2 separate regions of the Mus musculus genome follow, and region 1 is linked to region 2. Evidence: chromatin contacts called from public HiChIP or PLAC-seq data. All regions are on one chromosome and are shown on one strand. Each heading gives the region's core, a stretch centred on a gene start, on an enhancer-like site or on the middle of the called end of the contact. The rest is flanking DNA. Distances are from core to core; before and after follow the strand shown.

The links. HiChIP or PLAC-seq counts read pairs in DNA pulled down with a chosen protein or histone mark.
Region 1: a FOXA1 HiChIP or PLAC-seq map of pancreatic cancer cells shows a contact between it and region 2. The contact joins two enhancer-like sites. A contact is called at or near these places in 2 of 484 Hi-C or Micro-C datasets (embryonic stem cells and nephron progenitors), 1 of 115 datasets of contacts at active chromatin or transcription factors (pancreatic cancer cells) and 1 of 9 other capture datasets (pancreatic islet).

The regions. Positions count from the first base shown.
Region 1 is chr6:115,817,865-115,825,279 of GRCm38.p6, forward strand. It overlaps Efcab12 (EF-hand calcium binding domain 12), which reads right to left. Exons shown (of 9, transcript NM_001110506.1): 2 at 5,393-5,847; 3 at 4,253-4,438; 4 at 2,181-2,337. Among named protein-coding and RNA genes, the nearest start is that of Rpl32, 13 kb to the left of the region's middle. Within about 2 kb of position 6,142, at least 116 of the 459 cell types and tissues checked have an H3K27ac peak or open chromatin away from gene starts, as enhancers often do. A contact at or near this core is called in pancreatic cancer cells, where this site is marked.
Region 2 is chr6:115,647,848-115,655,606 of GRCm38.p6, forward strand. All of the region lies in intron 1 of Raf1 (v-raf-leukemia viral oncogene 1), which reads right to left. Among named protein-coding and RNA genes, the nearest start is that of D830050J10Rik, 24 kb to the right of the region's middle. Within about 2 kb of position 3,319, at least 92 of the 459 cell types and tissues checked have an H3K27ac peak or open chromatin away from gene starts, as enhancers often do. A contact at or near this core is called in pancreatic cancer cells, where this site is marked.

The DNA of each region.
Region 1 (7,415 bases), core at 4,892-7,391, 170 kb after region 2:
TAAACAAGATCAACTCAACGCAGTCCTGACTTCCCAGGGAACACACACCAGAAACAGACGCCTTTCCCTAGACCACAAGCACCCGTGGGAATCTGCTTCAGCTGTCAACCCCCTAGTCACCCTCATCCATGCCATCCTCATCTACTGTATCTCAAAAGTCCTTGGCAGCTCTACCTGCCTTGGATGCCCTTTCCAGACCCTGACTGTGCACCAGTCACTGAAGGGTCGGCTCAGGGGCTCTGCCTGACTCTCATCCTGGCACTCTAGCCAATTGACTCCAAGACAACCATCTCTGTGGACAATTATCTTATGTGTAAACTGATGAAGGCCAGGCTTGGGCTAGTCCACTGCACTCTCACAGTTCCCGTAAGTGGGCCTATTTGGAAGACATTGCCAAATGGGGACCAATGAAAGGATTCTGACATCTTGCCATGGCCCTGGTGGCAGCCTCATGCTGAGGTGAAATCTTGGCCTCCTTTCCTCCTGAGACACCAGACAAGCAGCTCATGCTGCCAGCCCACATGGTGCCCCTTTCCTCGGATTCCAGGGCCCAGATGCTTGCTCCTTTAGACAAACTAGAGAGACTACCAAGTCCACCTGTCTTAGCAACTGCCACCCTCCAGGGTGGCATCTGATGATGCTGAAATAACTGCTACCTGACTTCAAATCAAGTGCTTTAGTGACTCCAGCCAGCTGTGAGATCACGGCAGTTCTGGACAGTCATAAGATTATGGGAGGAGCAGAGGGGGAAAGTGCAATCTACGAGGTGCTGACCCAGGGCCATCAGAACTGTGAGGGTGATTGGGTTTCCTGGGTTCTGATGTATCAGGGACCCTCATGGGAGTGGGCTGGGCTTGGGTGCCAATGTGTCTGTAGGACAGCCACAGACAGGAAGTCTGACATCTAGAACTGGGGAATACACACCATGCAAGAGCTGCCTAAGACACATACCAGGGAGGATATTACACACTCTTGGTGTGGCCATTCACCCTGACCCTAGAAACCCTGCTTGGGCTTGGCACCCCTGCAAGAAAACCCCACCACTACTTCCTGGCAACTTTTATTTCATCTCAAAAGAGAGAGAACCCCACTTGTCCCTAAAATGTGTCTGAAGTTAATTTCTAGCCAGCCTGGTGGATAGGGGCAGAGCAAGACCCATTCATTCCACTTAAAGAATAATGATGTTGCTCTATTTGAATGGGAGCTGGGATGGGGGGTGTTGCAACTGTTTGTTTGTTTTTTCTTCTTCTTATAATAATAATAAAATTTTAAAAAGAAAAGACAAAGACTGAGGGGGCATAGCTCAGTTGGTGGAATGCTTGCCTAATGCACAGAACCCAGAGTTCAATGTCAGCACTACCCAAAACTAGGCATGGCGGCCTACACCTGTAATCCCAGCACTCCAGAGACAGAGGCAGGTGGAACTCTGAGAGTTTGAGGCAGTGAGTTCCAGGACAGCAAGAGCTATGTAGAGAGGCCCTGTCTCAAACAATCAAAACAAAGATCCAGGTTTGTGCAGTAAATCCGCAGCCCACATATTAGAGCATCCTTTCTAGTTTGCCTCTTCTTGCTGCGTTTGGACAGATGTAGCCCAAGCACATGAGGGCAAATATAATGTGGGCTGTGTATAACCTACACAGCTGTTCACAGCATGCCTTATAATATCCATGATGACAGGAAGCCCAAAGCAGCTAACACCAAACATGTTCAGTTTCTGAGCAAGAGATTTCAGTTAGCCTTCCACCCGCCTCTCTCTGATAAACTCTTCTGTATCCCACACTGACCTCAAACTCTCTACACAGCCAAGGATGTCCCACCTCCATCCCGACTGCTAGAATTGTAGATGTGCAACACGAAGCTTAGTTTATGCTGTGCTGGGAATAGACTTCCAACATGCTAGACAAACACTCTGCCAACTTCTCTACATGCCCAGCCCTCCATTTTGTTTTAAAGCAATAGTTTATGACCCTCTAAGAACAGGGGCTGGACTTCATCTTTGAATAGACAAAAGGGCAGCTGGGCCTTTGAGAAAATATCCATCTCCTCATTAGTCTCTGTGTCTGGAAACTCCAGAGCTTGGCAAACCTATAGCAAGTCAGAGAAGGAGGAGCCACTAGAGGATGTAGTGCTGGAGAAAGCCAGGCTGGTTCCCAGGGCGGGGTTTGGGGTGGGGCACGCACACTCCTTGGCACTAGGTATGGTGCTTTTCTGCTGGGCCAGTGACCACTGCTTGTAGGTACTGGCCAGGGCTTCTGTGGTGATGGTGTTCTGCTTGCCAAGAGAGCCGAGGTAGATGATGATGTCCTCCAGCTCTTGGTTCTTCAGAGGAACTCCTACCTGAGGAGGCACAAGAAGTTACTGAGGCCCACCTCCTCCTCACCAGCAGGCTGGGCTCCACTCTTGAACTCCCTGCTACGTAGTGCAGAGCCCTTGTCAGGCCCCTGATGCATTCTGGAATTTATCACACCTGGCTTTTGCACAGGCAGCTCCCTCTTTCTGCCTGAAAAACTCCTATCCCTCTTTAAAAACTCAGGCCAGATAAGCCTCTATCTTTACAGTCTCTTTCAGTTGATTAACATTCCAGTCAGGAAGAAAGTCGTACATCCATCATTATACACGAGGAACAAGTATGCCCTCCTTGACTAAAGTATTAGAAATCCATACTTTTTTATTTTAAGGATATGTTGGCTATTCTTGGTTGTCAACCTGACTACATCTGGAATTAACTAAACCCCAAGTAGCTGGGTATACTCGCCGGAAATCGACGTGAAGGACTGGATGGCGGAAGCCTTTGCTCTTTCTCTGCCTGCCCTCACTCTCACTGGCAAATCATCCCTTCACTGGCATTAAAGGCTACTTCTCCTTTGGGATTTCAACATATACTGAAGACCAGCTGAGACATCTAGACCGAACAACTACTGGATTGTTGGACCTTCCATCTGGATACAACCACTGTTGGACTAGTTGGACCATAACCTGTAAGCTGCCCTAATAAATACTGAACATACATACATACATACATACATACACACACACACACACACACACACATACATACATACATACAATACATACATACTTTTTAAATCAGTTCTGTTTCTCTAGAGAACGCTGACTAATACAAAGGACAATAGACATCTTTGGAGGTATGCTGTACTTACCCAGAAACAGTGAATGTTCATAAAGAAAAGTGTGAAAGGAAACAAACATTGAATGTTCATAAAGACAAGTTTGAAAGGAAACGTGATTATGAATATAGTCGTCTCTCCATTCTCTTTAGACAACAGTCACTGCTTACTTAGCTGTCCTTGGATCAGCTCGGAACTGCCCTGGTGCGAAAGAACTTCATAGTTAAGCATTTTAAAAAAGATTTATTTTTATTTTATGTGTATGAGTGTCTTGACTGTATGTCTGTAAGTGAACCACAAACATGCCTAGTATCCACAGAGTTTCAAAGAAGGTGACAGCTACCATGGAACTGGCGTACAGGGGATTGTGCGCTGTCATTGGGTGCTGTGAACTTCGGTCCTTTGCAAGAACAGTAAGTGCTCTTAACTGCTAAGCCACCTCTCCTGGCCCAGGATTTAATATTTAAACTTTTGTTTTGTTTGTTTTATTAGTTGAAGACATTAACTTTTAAAAAAGGTTTTGAGGGTTGGGGACTTAGCTCAGTGGTAGAGCAGTTGCCTAGCAAGCACAAGGCCCTGGGTTCAGTCCTCAGCTCTGAAAAAAAAATGTTTTGGATGTTCACATAATTGTATTTCATAAAAATGTTTGGAAATTGATTAGTTGAAAGTATAAGTCTGGATATATATAGTTCAGTAGTAAAGAGCTTGCTGGTGTATGAAGCCCCTGCTGGAGAGACAGCTATGGGCGAGAGGGCTGGGACAGCAGTTAAGAATGTATGCAGCTTATCTTGGGTGTGTATATGAATGTTCTGCCCTCATGTGTATCTATGCAGCATGTGCGTGCAGGGCACTTGGAAGCCAGAATAGGACGTTAGATCCTTTGCGGATGGAGTTAGAGGTGATTGGTAGTGGCCGTGTGGGTCCTCTGTGAGAGCAGCCAGGCTCATAACCCCTGAGCCATCTCTCCAGGTCAGCCTGGTTGTTTTAAGGCTGTGAACTGACAGTGGGTTGTGCCATGTTTCCTAGTGTGGTTCTGCAAATAGGAGGCTGCCCCTCAGGAGTGCAGAGCCTGGGGAAGGGAGGGAGGACCATACACCAAGCCCCGTTGGGAAGCTCATACTTACCGCCTTCAGAGCCATGAGAAATTCCTCCCTGGAGATGCGCTGGTTCTCGCCCCGCTCCCCCTTGCTAAATATCTCTAGGATCTTGATCTTTCGACTACGAAGGTAGGCGTACATGTCAGACAGGACAGGGGGCTTAGGCAGCCGCAGCTGTGGTGCAATTAGGCGGACATGTCTGAGAGCTCTGTCCTAGAAGAGGCAAGAGTGGGGCAGATGAGGAGGACTGCTTAGATGTGCATATCCCTACCCCTCTTGTTAAAGTTCAATCTCACTTTGAAGCCCAAAGATGGTCTGGAGGTCAGGATCCACTGCATATATTTGCCCTGTTCTCAATGTGGCCATACTGAATAAATCTCATTTTTACCCCCTGTTCTTACTAGGGTACTTTCATTGGCTTATTGAGGATGGGGGGCTGACCTTCAATTCTTAGTGTACAAACCATGGTTCCAAGTTAGGCAATGACATCACAGGTGGCCTTCCTCCTCTCCCTAACCCGATAGCCTTGATCTTCAAATCAGCCCACAAGCACTGGTTTATCACCTGCCCACGCCAGCAGACAGGTGTCCATCATCAAGACAGACTGCTAGTGTGCCCCAGCCGGGGTGCTTTGAAATCACATCCACGTGGTCCTTGACTTTCCCCCTGCCAAGATGGACTCTTTCTATTCCCATGGTGCGGCCAGTACTCAGCGGCTCATCCTGTTACGACGCAGTAACAAGACCAGAGCCGAGGGTGTAACCAGCACTGGCTCCCCTCCTCTCCATACTGGAAGGCTTCCTTTGTGGGCAGCAAGCCTTCTTATTGTAGGCACTGAAGCCATTTGAACAAGCTTGGGAGGCAGAGGCTGTCCTCTGTATTGCACTGCAGTCTCTTAATATGGATGGAGACAAAGCCTTTTAGTTAGATTCCAGAATCACAGACACAGCTGTATAGAATGATAGTCATTTGATTCTTTTCTTTTTAAAGTCACTCTGGAGTATTTGTTATGCAGCAATAGATCACTCATACACTTTCCTTTGGGGACTCGGTTTTGCTCCTCTGTAAAATGGGGGTAAACCACTTTGTCATGTCTAATCCAAGGAAACAAAATGACAACAACTACCCTGACGCCTTCAGCACCTTCTGGCCATTAGGACTTCTCACCTTGGCTCTCCTGATTGAAATCAAGGTATGTTTTGGGGTTTTCTGCTCCTGGCGAATCATGGACAGAACCCTGAACTCTGATGATGTGATGTTGGGCTTATTGTCCAGCCATGTCTTGACATCACCGAATGTCTCCAGCTGCCTCCGAAGCTTTGCCCTCTGATTCAGCCAGACCTTCTTGTCCACTGGTAGCTCCTGGGTGTCGCTAGTATCCAGAACTCTGAAGCTAGGCATGAGTGGGAGGGGAGCTTCAGGCGGAACTGTGGGCCGGGCTGGCACTTGGTCCTTTGTGCCAGGCACAATGATGATCCTCCGGCGGCTCTTTGGCAGGCGGAAGTCTTTCTGCTTCAACTGCCTGAAGCAATGGGCAGTGACTAGCTCAGGTTTGAAGACAGGAACCTTGCTGGTGGTTTCATCGAGGTCATCTTCTATGGAGGTGAAAGAGTGGTGGGACCCTTGGGAGAAGAAGGTTACAGGGTGACTTCCTTTTTGGAAGAGCACTAAGAAGAAATGAGGGAAGGGGCTGTTGTAGGAACTAGTTGTGTATCAGGGTGCCTGGTCCCTGGCCTGGCTGCATCACTGCATCACAATGGTAAGGAAAACGGTGTTAGCTAACATCACCTGCACACACCAACAGAAGACATGAAGCCAAGGGCTTTTCTACAGTCTGATTCCTATTACACTCTGCATGTGCTCCAAAGAATCTACCTCATTCTGTCTGACCATCCTAGGTATCACAGCACCCTCTGGTGGGGGCAAAGGCTCTGAGCCAGAGAGCTTGGGTCTAAGTGCTGGTCTGCTGTTGTAGGAAGTATTCAATCTCCAGCAGGGGCTTCTACCCTGTCTTTGATTATCCTGTTCCCAGATAAAAGAAACACAAGCTTTATATTTATAATGCCTCAATCATCACTAGAACCGGGTAGATATCCCCTCAATGCTATTAGAATCTATGTTCCCTTCAGTAAACCAAGTCATAATTTGCCATGTTCCATCTGGGTAGCTCTTAACTCCAATTGGCTAGCCCTCATGTGTAGTCTCCCCTCCCCCAGCCTGAAACCTGCTTGCTCGGGGTGGAGCTTCCTGCTCATTCGTTCTGCCACGCCCACTGCTGGAACCTGAGGAGCCACACACGTGCACCTTTCTACTGGACCCGAGATTATTCGGCGGGAATCGGGTCCCCTCCCCCTTCCTTCATAACTAGTGTCGCAACAATAAAATTTGAGCCTTGATCAGAGTAACTGTCTTGGCTACATTCTTTTCTCTCGCCACCTAGCCCCTCTTCTCTTCCAGGTTTCCAAAATGCCTTTCCAGGCTAGAACCCAGGTTGTGGTCTGCTGGCCGGACACAACAATTGGCGAACCAACGCGGGACTGAGAAACGGCAAAGGATTTTTGGAAGAGACGCTGCTGGTTCGGAGCTCCATAAAATAAAGGATAAGGGAAATTCATACCGGAGAAGGTATGGGCTAAGCTGAGACAGCGTTAAACCCGAGCGCTGGTTCACTTAGGTTCAGCAGTGAGGAGCTGGGTAATAGGCGGTAGGCCGTAGCTCTCCGAAGCTACATGAGGTGTGAGAAAAGAAAGGGTTTATTAAAAGGAATAGGCGGATTGCCCCAGTTAATAAAAAATGCATCATAAGGGAGGAAAGTGTCCCCAAAAGCAGAGAGAAATTTCTCTCTGGGCCTTATAGCAAGAGTACTCTGTTCCCTTTTGTGTCTTGTCTAATGTCCGGTGCACCAATCTGTTCTCGTGTTCAATTCATGTATGTTCGTGTCCAGTCTGTATGAATGAATGTTCTATGTTTTGTGTTGGATAATAAAGATGGTATAAAAAACTTTATCTGCAAAGCCGAGAGCCACGTGTTTCAGCCAGGAATCAGACACGTGGCGAGAGGGCCCCTGCTGGAAAAACTGTTCGTTTTAGGAAATAAGGGCGAGTGCACAGCCTCTAAGTTTCAGAGTAAAAAAGCTAGTAAATGGTTCATGATTAATGTGTTTGACAATGGTAAAGTGTTTTTTATTTTT
Region 2 (7,759 bases), core at 2,069-4,568:
CCATGTGAGCACTCACCCCAGAAAAGTGATTAGCACAGGCTAAAGTCGAACAAAGGGGGGTGGGGGGGTGGCGCGGCTGAAACAGAAAGACAAACACCTAGGGAATAGACAAATGAGATGTTGAAAAGAGTAATCTCATATACAATTCTCACTAAAACTGGGTGAATAAAAATTTATACTGTCTTTTCTTACATTTTAAAATTAGATTTTGGATGATTTTTATGTTAAGAAAGGCCTTTCAGTTTGTTTAAATGACTAGTCAATAGGCATCTACTTTTTGTCATCCCGTTCTGGGGGGCAGGCGGTGTGCCACTGCTTCATCTCTCAGAAGTACCAAACACTTTTCAAATTTACAGAGGATAAAGACACAGACAGACAAAAGAAGCCAACACTACCGGGTGTAACTTTCTTTCTTTCCTTCTACCCACACAGCACACTTCCAGGTAGGAAAGCACTCTACCACCAAGCCACATCCCCAGTCCTGTAACATGCCTAAGAATCGCATGATTCTTTCTAGTATTTAATCATAAACTTATGTTTATATATATGCCTTTGAAAAACAGAACTGGAGAGGTGACTCAGCAAAGAAAGAGACAGACAGACAGAGAGAGAGACAGACAGACAGACAGAAAGGAAGAAAGAAAGAGACAGACCACAGCAGGCCAGGTAGTACAGGTACAAGTCTGTATATGCCCAGCACTCCCAACAGAGCAGGAAGATGTAGAGTTCAAGGCCAGCCTGATATACAAAGCAAGACTCAAAACAAACCAAAAGACCCAGGCCATCAGCTGGGCGGAGGCACACAGAGCTCTGATTATAGACCAACATGGACTGTAAAGACAGACCAGATGCTACTTCAACAGGCCCAACACTTGAGCCTAAACTAACTCAACATCTGACTGCAAAAACCGGCAGCCTCCTCCCCAGCTCAGCAACCAGACTCAAAGAACATGCTGAGCTTCCCCATCATACCACAATGTTCAGTAAAGCTCACCTGTGCTCTAAGACCACAGTCAGTTCTTAATCTTGTCCTGTTAACAAAAGAGATTAGCAGAGAACTTCCAATATAAAATAAAGGACCAGAGACCAAAGCACATGGATGGGGACCTGAACTCTATCAGATTAAGAATGCATCACACTTATTTTATAATGACAAGAAAACAAGACTTCAGAAGTTTTCGCCAAAGGATCAGGAATCAGAATGGCTTCAAGTCTCAACATTGGAAGAAATGTCAGTACAATATGAAAGAAAACTCTAAGGAAGGGTAAAAGAGAGAGCTTTTTAACATTCATGATTCATGAGCTTGGCTGTCCATGTCGCTTTCTGAAGGGCCTCATTATTCACATAAGTCAAGAGAGAAAAGAACTTAAGACACAGGAAGCAATGGGACACTGAATATAGGAAAGAAGCAAAGGAAATTGCCAGCAGGCCAGAAGAGGCATACATGTGCCAGACATAGGAACCCCTAATGACCTGAGTCTAGAAACATCAAACTCCCACTAGCAATGTTTACATACACAAATGTTTTTCTTTTCTTTTCTTCTAAGGAAAAGAAGAAACAGCAGATAACCCACAATTAAGTTCCCATGCACCTATGGTCCTGCTGACAGGACACAGCACAGCACAGCTCACCTCAAAGGAATGAGAGAGAATTTATTCTAAGCCAAAAATGAGTGGCAGCAGCCTAGGAACGAGGACTTATGTGGCCTCAAATGACAAGCCTCATCATAGAAGTGGCTACAAGGGAAAGAAGTCATATGTCAACGTACTAACTGAGTTCACCAGCAGGAACAGAGCAAGAGGATGCAAGGGGAGCGGGGCGTTCTACTCCAGGCTCCAGATCCACCCAAGCCACAGTGAGACTGGGGATGGGTGGAACCTAAAGGTCTGTTCAGAGGACAGTTCAGAGGTTTTGCTTGATATCCAAGTGTTTGACCAAATAGATGCTTGGACAATGAATGACTATTAAGAGGACTAAAGGTAGCCCAAGATAATTCACTCAGAACATTCTAACTCTCCACAATTAAAGAAGTTCTAATTCAGTCTTCTAGAAACCTTCTACACAGATATGCTTTTTGTTTTACTTTTGTTTTCTGGGAACTTAGCCCCGTAAGCTTATTATCTTCCCCATGGAGGAAGCAGTAAGGCTTGTGCTGGGTTCTGAGAACTTCCTGGTGGCTGAACATGACTGACATAATCCAACAGGGCAGCACTTCACAAAACACAGGACACATCCCTCCTGGATGACTTTAAGGAATATGGGGCAAGGCACTGACTACAACCAATGACCCTAACAGGGGTTTGAGGGGGAGAAAGCCTCAGCTGGTGCTAGAAGGGCTTTGTTTGCATTTCTCTAATACTTCCTAATTTCTATCTAGCTCAAAGCCCTGGAGAAACCAGATAGTTAACTAAAGTAACACTGCTGACTTCCTTTTACCAAAATAGTATAGAAAGTATAATATTATATGCAACTCTCCTAGGAGCTCTGCTTAATCTCCACATTCTTACAAGTTCTTATATAACACTGCTGTTCCTTGATTTGAGGTAAAATAATAAATATAAATAGTGAACCAGAGCCAACGAAGTGGCTCTCTTGGGTAAAAGCACTTGTCATTCAAGCCTGAGTTCAATATCCAGAAGCCATAGTGCAAAGTGACACATGACTCTTATTAAGTTGTCCTCTGTTCTCCACATTTGAACCATAGCAAGCACATATGCAGTCACATGCCATAAACACACAATAATCATAAATAAATAAAAATGTAAAAGGTAGGGAGGGCCAGAGAGATGCTGGGCGTGTAGACGGCTTGACATCAACCCTGTCCTGAGTTTGATCACCTCTACTCACACGGTGGACGATAAGAACCAGCATCAAGCTGCCCTCTGATCTCCACATGTGCCCCATGGCACAAACACACACTCACACTCATGCATGCACAAAATGAAGGAATACATGTTGGGTGCAATGCAGTACATTTTAAGTACAGCAGCTCACTGCTCTTCTGTTAGGTGAGAAAGGCAAAGGCCTTTAGTGGAACACTATGCTAGCAGAAAAGATGTCCTTTACATAATATGACCTTGTACTTAACAGTTCCTAGAGCCCAGGGAGGCTAAAAGATGGCACTGGAGCCCCTGGAACTGGAGTTACTGATAATTGAGTTGTGAGCTGCCACAAGAGGACTGGGACCACACCCCAGTCCTTTGCAAGACCAGCCAGTACACTTAACCTCTCAACCTCTGAGCCAGAACTCCAGCCCCACCCCAGGCTTTTAAACAAACCTAATCACCATAAAATTCTAGACCTGACCTAAAGTCTGTCAGTTCACTTCCACTCTCCTGTACCTCCAGCAGTCTCTTGCTAAACAAAGCCTGTCCTCTGTCATCTCTCCTGCCTCAAAGCAAACATCAAGGGTCATTTCAAAAGCTGCGTGGCTTCCCCTGCCCACCCTGTTTTCCTAGACAGGGGACCTCATTGTAGCCCAGCCTAGCCTCTCTAGCCTCCACCTCCTAAGTTCAGGGATCACACAAGTGTACCAGCACAGCTGACTGTTCACAAGCAGTCTACAGAGTTCTCTTTCAGCAAAGTGAGATGCACAACCTACACTTCCCTTTAAAGGAACACTTATGTTCATTTAACAGCCATCTCCCTCACACTCTAGCCCCAACCTTGAAAAATTACAGCAGAATCAAAGCTGGAACTTGATCTTAAATGGAGACACTGGGCATGGGGTTCTTAAAACTGAAAACAGAAAAAAAAATTTTTTAATTAAATTAAATTAAAAAAACTGAAAACAGACAAACTCATGAGCATGTTGGGCCATGCGTATCAATACACAGGTCACTGTTAAAGGGGCAATAATCTCCACATTCATCTAGGGGTTTCAATCAATCCCTATTTATGGTTTCAATCCTGTGATAAAATATCATGACCAAAAAAAACTTGGGGAGAAAAGGGTTTATTTCATTTTACAGCTGTATTCCATCATCCAGAGAAGTCAAGGTAGGAACTTGAGACAGAAACCTGAGGCAGGAACAAAAAAAGCTGAGGCCATAAAAAGAGTGCTATTTGCTGGCTTGCTCCTCCTGGCTTGCTTTCTTATACTCCCAGGACCACCCACAGTGGACTGGGCTCCCCCATAATCAGTTACTGATTAAGAAAATGACCCACAGGTAGACCAATGTTATGGAAGCATTTTTCAACTGTGGCCCCCTCTTCTCAAATTATTCTAGCTTGTGTCAAGGTGACAAAAAATTTTTTTAATTTTTTTTAAAAATCAAACATTTTTGTAGAAGATGACAAGCTGATCCTAAAACTCATATGGAAACACAAATGACACAGAGAAGCCAAAACAGTCTCAACTTTTGGTTCGGGTTTTTTGTCATTGTTGTTTTGACTCAGGATCTAGACTATAGACTAGACTGGAATTTTTAGATTAACACAAGCTAACCTTGAACCACCTGTAACTCCAGAGGAACCCAGAATCCTCTTCTGGCCTGAGAGCATTTGTATTCATGTGGTACACAGAAACACACACACATACTCATAGAATAATAAATCTTTAAAAGTGGTTAACTTTTAAAAAGTTATTTTATTTATCTTTAATTTATATGTGTATATATATATATATCCTTATTATATATATAATTAAAGATAAATATCACATATGTGATATATATAAATATATATATGGGTGATATAGATATAGATATATGTATTGGTGTTTTGTCTGAATGTATGTCTGTGCATCATGTACATGCCTGGTGCCTATAGAGGCCAGAAGAGGACATCAAATCTCCTGGAACTGGAGTTACAGGTGGCTATATGTCAGCCAGTGTGAGTACTGGGAACCAAACCCAGGTCCTCTAGAAGAGCAGCCAACGTTCTTAATTGCTGAGCCCTCTCTACAGCCATAACCTCTTTTTTTAAGACAAGGTCTCGCTATGTAACCCTGGCTGGCCTGTAACTTGCAATGTAGGAGACCAGGCGGGCTGCCTGCCTCCACCTGCCAAGTGCTGGGTGGGAGTAAGGATATGCACCAGTATACCCAGGAAACTTTATTGTACATATATTTTGCCATTTCTTTAGTTACAGTTAACTGAATTTATTATGTCATTTAAAAAAAAAGCATGCTGATCATTAAAAGTGGAACATTACTAAAATTACTAAATCTGAAGTTCCTAGGACAGCTACCTAACCCTCAGTATCTTTCTTAGTGGTTTCTTCCTTGTGACAGCAAGAATGGGTAACACTGCATCAAGTCCTACTCCCAGCATGAAGTCTCAAGATCTGGAGACATCAATTTACAAATTAAAAAAAAAATCCTATCTTCAATGTACAACATAAAGCCTAATAAAATTATCCTTTTGCCTTCCAAAAGTCTGTCCAGAACAATTTTTTTATCAACTAAAATTATAGGACTTCCAAGTAATTTTAAAAACTGTTATCATTTTTGTGTATGGAGGGCAGGATATTTGCATGTGAATACAGGTGTCTATGGAGGCCAGAGCTGTAGATGCCCTGGAGCTGGAGTTACAAGTGGTTGGGAGTCAACTACTGTGGGTGCTGGGAACTGAACCAGATGCTCTGCAAGAACAAGCAGCCTTCTGAAGTGCTGAGCCACGGCTCCAGCCCAAGTGGTGTTACTAACCTTAAAACATCAGATTCCCTATCAGCATTATTCCAAATAGCCAAGGGGGGCAGGGACCCAAAGTCCATTAAGTGACAAGGAGACATTATCTAAACAAAAGATTAGTAGTACTTGATTATAAAAAGTAATGAGGAGTTGGAAGGTAGGATCAAAATATACACACATGCATGATACTGCCAAAGATTAAATAAAAGTATTTTTTTTAAAAGAAACAAACAAAAAAAAGGAATTAAATTCTAGTAGAGAAGTCCCTCATGCTGCAGGTGTATATTTCAGACCTCAGTAAGGCCAGGGCCCATAGCTAGTACTTAATAAGTTCTAGTCAAACTCCCCAATGCCCAGCTTGTCATGCAGGATGGCCACAACTGTGAGGCACAACAGCAAAGCTGGAACAAATCTCTTATTCCTTCGCAGCACAGATGTCTACAGTTTGCACACTTCTTTTCTTAGGTTTCTTATTGCTTCTCTTCAGTTTATCCTCTTGCAAAATGAGCCATTATCAAGTAAAAAAAAAAAAAAAAAAAACGGGGGGGGGGGGCAGGGGTTAGTGTGAGTACCAGTCTGCAATACCACACAGAGGATCTGATAGCAAGACAGCAACTATGTGACTGGAGGGAAGCATATAGATCTACACAAGCATGCTGAACCAGAAGATGACTCGTGTCCCAGGCAGGACAGAAAAGATGATGTAAGATTTCCTCATGCTACCCCAAATGGCACACAATTTAAAACTCAAGAATTGTTCATTTCTAACTGTCCAGCTAATATTTTAAGAACTCATCTAACACAGGTATGTTCTTAATAATAGGAAAATACTGGGAAAAGCAGAACTGAGGACAAGAGTGTCAGTCCATTTTCAGTTGTTCCAACAGAACATGAGACAGCATTTGTACAGTTATTTTGGCTCATGGTCTGGAGGCTAGAAAGGCAACAGTATGTCACAGTGTCTGCTTGACTTCTGCTCAGGGCCTCTGCTGCAGCTCAAAGCCAAAGGCAGAAGGGAAGCAGTATATGCCAGAGACAAAGCTCTGGACCTTCATGCTTTCAGCAGTCACTCTTGAGGAGCTGGAGAGAGGGCTCAAGCCTCAGGGTGCTCTTCTAGAGGACCTGGGTTCAGTCGTTAGCACCCAATGGCAGTGAGCAACCATCTGTATCTCTAGTTCTAGGGGATCTGGTGCCTTCTTCTGGCTCCCATGGGCACCAGGCAAGTACATGGTGCACAGACACACATACAGGCAAAACACACATATAAATAAAAAATAAAAAATAAATAGTAATTTTTAAAAGTCTCTCATGGCAATGAACCCAGACCAGCAAAAGATGACTCCTATTCAACAATTACCTTTCAGCTTGAGTTTTGGTTGTCCAGAGCACAGTGAGGGAGACAGCACCGCACATGTGAAAACACAGCAATGTTAGACATTGGGCCAAGGCAAAGTCCAAATACTGACTCTATTCATACAAAAGTCTCAAATTGGCAAATTCATATAAATAATATGATAATGTGCCCATAGTCCCTGCTTCTCAGAAAGCTAAGGACAGACGACTACCTGGAAGCTATAAGTGTGAGGCCAGCTAGATACAGCAAGATAAAGATAAGAGAAAGAAAGAGAACTATAAGGAAAGAAGGAGCTGGGAGGTGGTGGCACACGCCTTTAATCCCAGCACTTTGGAGGCAGAGGCAGGCAGATTTCTGAGTTTGAGTCCAGCCTGGTATACAGAGTAAGTTCCAGGACAGCCAGGGCTATACAGAGAAACCGTGTCTCGAAAAAAACAACAACAACAAAAAAGTATAAGGAATGGGGGAACAGAAACAAAGAACAAGTAAAAGGCAGATTAGTGGTTCCCTAATAAGTTTTATTTTGGGGGTGATAAAAACATTTTACAATTCACTAAGTGAGAGCTGGAACAATGGCTAAGGGTTAAGATCCCTTCTCATCGGGAAGAATCAAGGTCAGTTCCAGCCTTTGCCAGACAGCTCACAACTGCCAGTTCCAGATCTTATTCCATCTTCTGGACTCGGAAAACAACTGTACACAACAGAAACACACACACACACTTTTAAATTTTAAAATTTTAAATTTTAAAAAGTACTTTTAAAATTTCTGTT